Regions from separate parts of the Mus musculus genome. Here region 2 is linked to region 1. A link is a contact called in public HiCAR-type data. All regions are on one chromosome and are shown on one strand. Each heading gives the region's core, a stretch centred on a gene start, on an enhancer-like site or on the middle of the called end of the contact. The rest is flanking DNA. Distances are from core to core; before and after follow the strand shown.

Region 1 (3,673 bases), core at 792-3,291:
ATGTGACCAGAACTAGTTTTGTGTGCTGGTGCTCCTTAACTTGTAGTGGAGTTATGGCCTGGGAAACTTATTATAAAGCAAAAACTGTAAGTCAGAAATATGTTTAATGCAGTAACTACTGATCAGCACTGTTCAGAGTTGTGACGGCACGGCTGGGTGGGAGCTATGGTAGATGGCAATGATTTGATCACGATAGAACAGCACACCACATGAAGCTAGCCTGGAGAAAGATCAAACTTGCAGAGCAAGAGTACAGCTTTCACTGGTTATGTATTGCTTTCAAACCACTACAAAGATTTTAAAGAAACGGAAATCAACTGACTTAGGTGAAGAACCATCTGTAACAATTTCATTTGAAAATCACGTGGCACATGATTATGAGATGTGTGTGTGTGGAAAACGGTGAAAAGGGTTGAAGGCACCTGTAGATGCAGAATGATATGGACCCCACCACACCTTCCCTCCACTTTTAAACATTCTCCAATCTGCCATTCATTGCTCCCGCAAAGGTCAGCAGTGATATTCTGACTGAGAGCTCCTTGGACTTCAGCTTACCCAGTTAATTGAAGCTCCCAGCTCCCAGCATTCCTTCGTGACTCTGTTCTGTCACTGTACCCACTCTTCCTGGCACTCTGGATCTTTTTAGTCATTGATTTATTCTATAGTCTCTGCTTCTTCCCCGGGTTCAACTCCTACTTCTGTTTGTCTTCTCACACTTTGTTGTAGTGGTTTGGGTGAAAATGGCTCCCATACTTAGTCTCCAGTTGGTGGAACTGTCTGGGAAGCATTCGGAAGTACAGCCTTGATTGAGGAGGTGTGTCACTGAGTGCAGGCTTTGAGGTTTTAAAAACCCATTTCCTTCCCAGTGTCTCTCCTGCTGCCTCATTTTTGTGAATAAGGATATAAGCTTTCAGCTGCTGTTCTAGTACTATGTCTGATTGCCTGCTGCCATGCTCTCTGCCATGACGATCATGAACTCTAACCCTCTGGAAACCTGAGCCCCAAATTGGGTGCTTTCTTTTATACGTTGCCTTGGTCATGGTATTTTGTTATGGCAATTGAAAGGTAACTAAGACATCTGTTTTGTAGAAAATTTCTTCCAATTAAAATAGTCCAATATTAAAATATTGGAAGAAACATGGTGGCTCATTGGGATTTAAAAAGGAAATAAAACTTCCATGTCTCAGAAATCTCCTGAAGCTTACAAGATTCAAAAGGCCCTTTGAAGTAGGAGGTTCTTTGGGACTTAGTAACTTATGTCAAATGATGGTTTGCTGAGGCACACAGGAGAAAGGATGTCTTGCTAAAGCAGGCACATGAAAGAGTGTTTTCCTGAAGCAGACACAGGTGAGAGGATGTTTTGATATAGTAAACATGTGAAAGGACCTTCGATGCAAGCATATAAATATGACTCCATAGACCGTGGGAGACGAGCACCAAGCATTGGTTTGGCTGTTTTCTGCCTCGTTATTCTTTGCTAATGGCGTACATGTGTTGGTTTGTCTTACATAGCGTTGTTGAGCTGAACTTGTGGTACTGCTGCCATTGAGAGAAACCTGCCCAAGAATTGCTCTTGAGGTTCCTGCGGCAGCTTGCTGTTGTCTGCAGCCTTGCCTCAGGCCAGTGGGCGAGCACTGTAGTTTCTTCACCATTGAACTACAGCTGCTGGTTTGTGCCTGGTAGCTGCCTGCCTAGAGAACTGATGTGCAGCTTGCCGAGTTGTATTTGGTGTTTGCTATGGGACTTAACTGATGTTAAAGAAGTTCAAGTTCACCCCCAAAGAACTATTGCTGAACAAGAGTCCACTTCCCCCGTATCCTAATAACTTTTCTCTCTCACTATCTTAGCTGGGTGGTGGGCTAGAGGAGAGGTTGAACCCTTATTAAAAGTATATTGCAAAAAAATATGTCAATAGCTCTTTCCAAAGGTTACACAAGAAGTCACAACAATTTCTGTGGAAAGAAGTCTCTCAAACAGGCCTTCCAGTTGCTCAGGAAACTATGGAAGAGGCTGTTTGAGGTATTACCACACTGTTGGCTTTCGGGCAGTGCAGCAGCGTATGAGTCACCCATGTTTTGTATGTAACCCCACCCACACTTACTATTTCATTTACTTAAGACTTGTGGGGAACTATTTCTTTGTTCTGTTGTTGCTTCACTACGCAGAGGGCAGGATGTGACCGTCCATGTCTCTTCAGGAAAAGTCACAACATTCACTTCCTCCTGTGAAAATGACATCCCAAATCATTACCTTGCCTCTCAATCTATATCCAGGGGTTCTTGACATTTCAGTTCGGGCTCAGTTTTCAGCCATTTACTGGAGTGTTGGAAAGTAGGGGTCTGAGTCTCCCAATGCAAACTTCCCTTTTAATCAAATTCCTGGAGTCTCAAAGATGCAGGTTTCGCTGCACTGTTGTTGAAGATGCTTAAAGATGTTAAAGATGCTTCTTGCCTCCGGTCTCATTTTGAAATCCCGTGCAACACTTTCTAAGATATCCATTTTTGAAAATCTGGATGTCACTACTAGAGCAAAACAGTTTCAATACAGGATGACTACGACAGAAAACAATCTCTGTAACATATCACATTGTTGAAGACATAATTCAAAATTACTAAAAGGTGGAAAGGAAAGGTAGGTCAGTGGGTAAACACATTTGCTGCTAAGCCTGACAACCCTAATTTAACTGATGGAACACACATGGTGGAAGGAGAGAAGCAACTTCTACAAGTGTCCTCTGACTTTGACATGTATACAATGGCACTCATGCACTCACATACATAGGAATACATATACACAAATAAATGGAAAAGTATACCAATCTTTAATTACTACAAAATAATACAAACATGTAAATCATACTTTATAGGGAATGCAATACACAGAGACAACCATTTAGATGAACTAGGTATTAGAATTAGCTAGTAATGATATTAAAATAGCTTATGATAGTTCTGTTCAAAGACTTGCGGGCAATATACCTACCTGCAAAAATGTAAGACTTAGGTTGGGATCTCTCACTGGAGAATAAATAATTTTGATCAAGGAGTGAATAAAAATGTGCAGATAAACAACTTATACAAAAGTAAAAAAAAAGTGATTAATGTACAACTGAAAATACAATATATGAAATAAAGCATTCTCTGGATAAATGGCATAGTAGCTGATAGGTGACACAAGGCACCTGAGAAGAGCTCAGTAGAAATCACTGATTTGTCCTGTTGACAGTGTCCTTGGCTTTAAAGAAGCTTTTCAGTTTCCTGAGGTCCCATTTATTAATTGTTGGTCTTAGTACCTGAGCTGTGGGTGTTCTGTTTAATAAGGTGTCTCCTGTGCATTCAAAGCTATTTCCCACTTTCTTTTTTTATTAGATTTAATGTATCTGATTTTATGTTGAGGTCTATAGAATGGGAATAGATCTTCACTAACCCTATATCCAACAGAGGGCTAATATCCAATATATATATACTCAAGAAGTTAGACACCAACAACCCAAATAATCCAATTAAGAAGCTAAACTGAGAATTCCCAACAAAGGCATCTCTAATGGCTGAGAAACACTTAAAGAAATGTTCGAAATCCTTAGTCTTCAGGAAAATGCAAATCCAAATGTCTCTGAGATTCCATCTTACACTGGTCAGGATGGCTAAGATCAAAAACTCCTTGTTGGCAGGAT
Region 2 (3,446 bases), core at 669-3,168, 540 kb after region 1:
TGAGCTTTTATGCCTCTGTCCCTTTAAGAAAATTAAATATATTTTAAAGTTTTATACTTGGTCTGGTTTGTAATCTTATGTGCTTCATCTATACATCCACAGTATTCTGCAGGATATGGTGGTGCATAAATGTCTTCTAGGTACTGAGAGGGTTAAAGCACGGAAGGTAACAGGTGTGAGGGCAGCATGGGGAGAGTCTATGTTGAACAGGGAGATTCTAACTCAAACAAACAAACAAAAAATCCCTTTTTCTGAGAGGACCCCAAAGGGTTCAATAATGTGTCAAAAACACACATACCAAAACGTTAAGTCTTGTCCCTCTTTGAAGGGACCGAAGCAAAAGCTAACTCAATCATTCAACTATGGATAAATTTAGAAAGCATCAAAAAATGTACCTTAGGAGTTTGGAAAGATAAAATGAGCTTTCACTTAAATTTTTTCCCTGACAATTTCCTCATTATAAATTTGACATTTTCATTAAAGTCTAAGTAATCATTATACGAAAGGCCAAAGCCTCTACGCTACCCTATCAGAATATAAGTATCTAATTATTAGAACACGTGTCTAGTACTCTTTACAACGCTTGCATAGTATTTTTTTTTTTTTTTTTTTTTTTTTTTTTTTTTTACGGGGCGGCATTTCTCTAAGCACCGACTTCCCTTAATCTTCACACTTGGCTCAAGTACAGAATTTACCACGGTGGCCTGAAATCTTCCAATCCCTTTACATTAAGCAAAAACTTTCAAACTGTTCCCTCCTTTGCCTTAATCAAAGGTGGCTCCCCCTCTACGATCTTCTCGATTCTACTCCTTCCACAAAAAAGTCGACACGAAGGCACACCGCACTTCCATGGAAAGGGGCATACATAACCGCACGGTCACGTAAACCCAAGCCAGAGATCTATACTTTCCATCCTGAAGATCCCGTAGTGCTCTACAGTGACACAGCCCCTCGGATCCTTACGAGGACCCTTCGTACCAACTTTCCTGGGGAAAACTGAACCTCTTACCTCGAGCATGCCTTTTAAACCAGTAAGTACAATCTCAGATTCGCAATCAGCGTCAAGCCCCCAAAGGCACAAACTCCGTCTCCCACGCAGGGACGATCTGAGCGGACCTCGCAGACCCTTTGGGACCTTTAATCCGCTCCTCGACAACTTTCTGCTTGCTATCTGCCGCAGTCCCAGCTCGAAAGCCCCAGCCAAACCGGACTTCCCCGCACGCCTGCGTTCTCCTGAGCGCGGGTGACACCTTTCCCTCCCCCCACGGCCGCCCGCCCGCCGGCCCCGACCGCAGTTACCAAAGAACCTGAAACTTCTACTCCACAGTCCCGGGACAGGCGGGGCTGCACTCACATTTTCGTCTCCCGAGAGGTCCGGGTTGCTGTTCTCGTCGCTGCTCAACTTCTGCTTCTTGGCCGCGGGCATGTCTGTTCCCGCCGGCGCAGTCGACACTTCCCTCTCGGACATGTTCCTCCGCCTCCCTCCAGGTTCTTGCCGCCTCGGGCGGGGCCTCCGCCACACCGCCGTCAAGCACGCCCGGCCCGAGCCTGCCGCAAAGCTGCCGGCGCCGCCACCGCCGCCGCCCCCCCCACTGTCGCAAATCGCGCCCAGCCGCCGAGGCGGGCGTGCGTGCGACCCCGCCACACTGCTGAAAAAGGGGCGCGCACGCGCGCGCCCTCCCGCACGGCTTCCCGGCTGCTTCCCGTCCCTTGGTCCGGGCGGGCGGTTTTCCCGCCGCCCTCTCGACACTTTGCACCGAGGCGTCGGATCTGCTGGCTCAGAGGGCAGGGGTTTCCTACGTCCCCCTTCCCCACCAGCGCCTAGAGACGAGGCGGAACTCAAAGGGCTGCTCCCTCACCCCCTTCCTGGCCAAGACGTTTCATCCGCAATTGGCTCAATCCTTCGATCTCCGACCCGCTGCAAACGAACGAAAGTCTGTGGCCTGGATCGGCCCACCACTGCTCCCGAGGGAGGGGGGAGGAAAGAGAAGTCACCTCTTGTTTTAGGGGGTCTGTGTCTACGGTCCCTGATGCGGAGCTCGGGAGAACAACTTCGAGTTAGTGTTTACGGAACTTCTCACAGCCTAGATTCTTTTTTTGAAGGGAGAGATTCAAAATCTATAGGCTGTTCCCTGCTCGCCTCCCCCATCGGGCACATGGACGGGTCCCACCTGCAGGTGCGCATGCGCTGAGGCGTATTCTCGCGCTGGGTTACGGAGACGACAGGCCGCCTCCTGGCCCCTCCTCCCCTCGGTTCTGTCTGCTGAACCAGGTAGTCTTTCCACCGGTTTCTGAAGCTTCGGGGAGGATTTCAAAACGGTACCAAATCAGTGCCTACGGACACGCCTCCGTTCTGGGCAGATATTTTATCTAATAAATACTTATTACAATGATTGGTTATATTCAACCGGTTGGTGCCACTATTGGCTTAAGTAAGCCTGTATTTTAAATTACATATTTAGACTTAAGTAAAAATACCTTGTGATGCATGATACATTCTAGTAATCCAACATCGGAAGGGCAACAACGGAAGTACTGCCTGCTCGCCTCAATCTTTAGATCATCCTGGTCGACATAGCAAGTTCCGAGCCAATCAAGGCTATTTACTAAAAACCTGTTTGAAAAAAAATTTTTTTAATTGTATGGATCGGACAGAGTATGGGGGCATGCCTTTTATTCCAGCACTAGGGTGTCAGAGGCAGGTCGATTGCAGTGTGTTAGAGCTACACACTGGTTTGGTCTACACGAGGAGTTCCAGGACAGCCTGGGCTTCGTTATAGACCCTCTTTCCAAAAATAAATAAATAAAAATTACATGGTTCTGAATTGTCATAATTCATAGTCTTAAGTGTTCGTTTTAGCTGTTGAAAGCTGAGGCTCTAGGAAACTGACAAGACCTATAAGTCACTGTGAGCAACTGCATGAGTTTGTGAGACTTAGGTAAAAGGCAATTTTTTAATATAGGGAAAGGTAACTAAATTTGCCCGTATCATTAAAAACTCTTTAATTTTTCATTTTTAGATTAAAAAAAATGTGTGTATGAGTGTGTGTATGTCTGTGCCCCACATGTCTGTACTGGTACACAAAGTCAGAGGATGTTGGATCCCTGGGACTGGAGTCACTAACGTTTGCGAGCCAGCCTGTAGCCAGTCTGTAGCCAGCCTGTAGCCAGCCTGTAGCCAGCCTTAACCACTGAGCCAGCTCACTTGTCCCCTCAGGTACAATCTTGACAGACAAATAATAAATTTGTGAGCCTTGTGGATTTGGTGGGTGTATTGTTAAGCCATGGGAATGTCTGAATGAAGAACTTCCTCTCCTCAATTATAGGACAGAATTGTTTCTATATTGTCATTTGTCATTTGTGAAATGAAGAGGTAGAAATTATAGGACAGAATTGTTTCTATATTGTCATTTGTCATTTGTGAAATGAAGAGGTAGAAACAGACA

What was found. HiCAR-type assays count read pairs that join an accessible place to other places.
Region 2: a HiCAR-type map of fibro-adipogenic progenitors shows a contact between it and region 1, with 5 times the contacts expected there. The contact joins the promoter of Eed here to the enhancer-like site in region 1. A contact is called at or near these places in 4 of 39 promoter capture datasets (the 3T3-L1 cell line, cranial neural crest, hippocampal neurons and 1 more) and 3 of 115 datasets of contacts at active chromatin or transcription factors (astrocytes, embryonic midbrain and fibro-adipogenic progenitors).

The regions. Positions count from the first base shown.
Region 1 is chr7:89,443,265-89,446,937 of GRCm38.p6, forward strand. No RefSeq gene overlaps it. Among named protein-coding and RNA genes, the nearest start is that of AI314278, 19 kb to the left of the region's middle. Within about 2 kb of position 2,042, at least 48 of the 459 cell types and tissues checked have an H3K27ac peak or open chromatin away from gene starts, as enhancers often do. A contact at or near this core is called in fibro-adipogenic progenitors, where this site is marked.
Region 2 is chr7:89,979,058-89,982,503 of GRCm38.p6, forward strand. It overlaps Eed (embryonic ectoderm development), which reads right to left and starts at 1,919. Exons shown (of 12, transcript NM_021876.3): 1 at 1,355-1,919. The coding sequence starts at 1,468. RefSeq lists a promoter at 1,755-3,446, an enhancer at 2,178-2,214 and cis regulatory regions at 2,186-2,193, 2,389-2,396.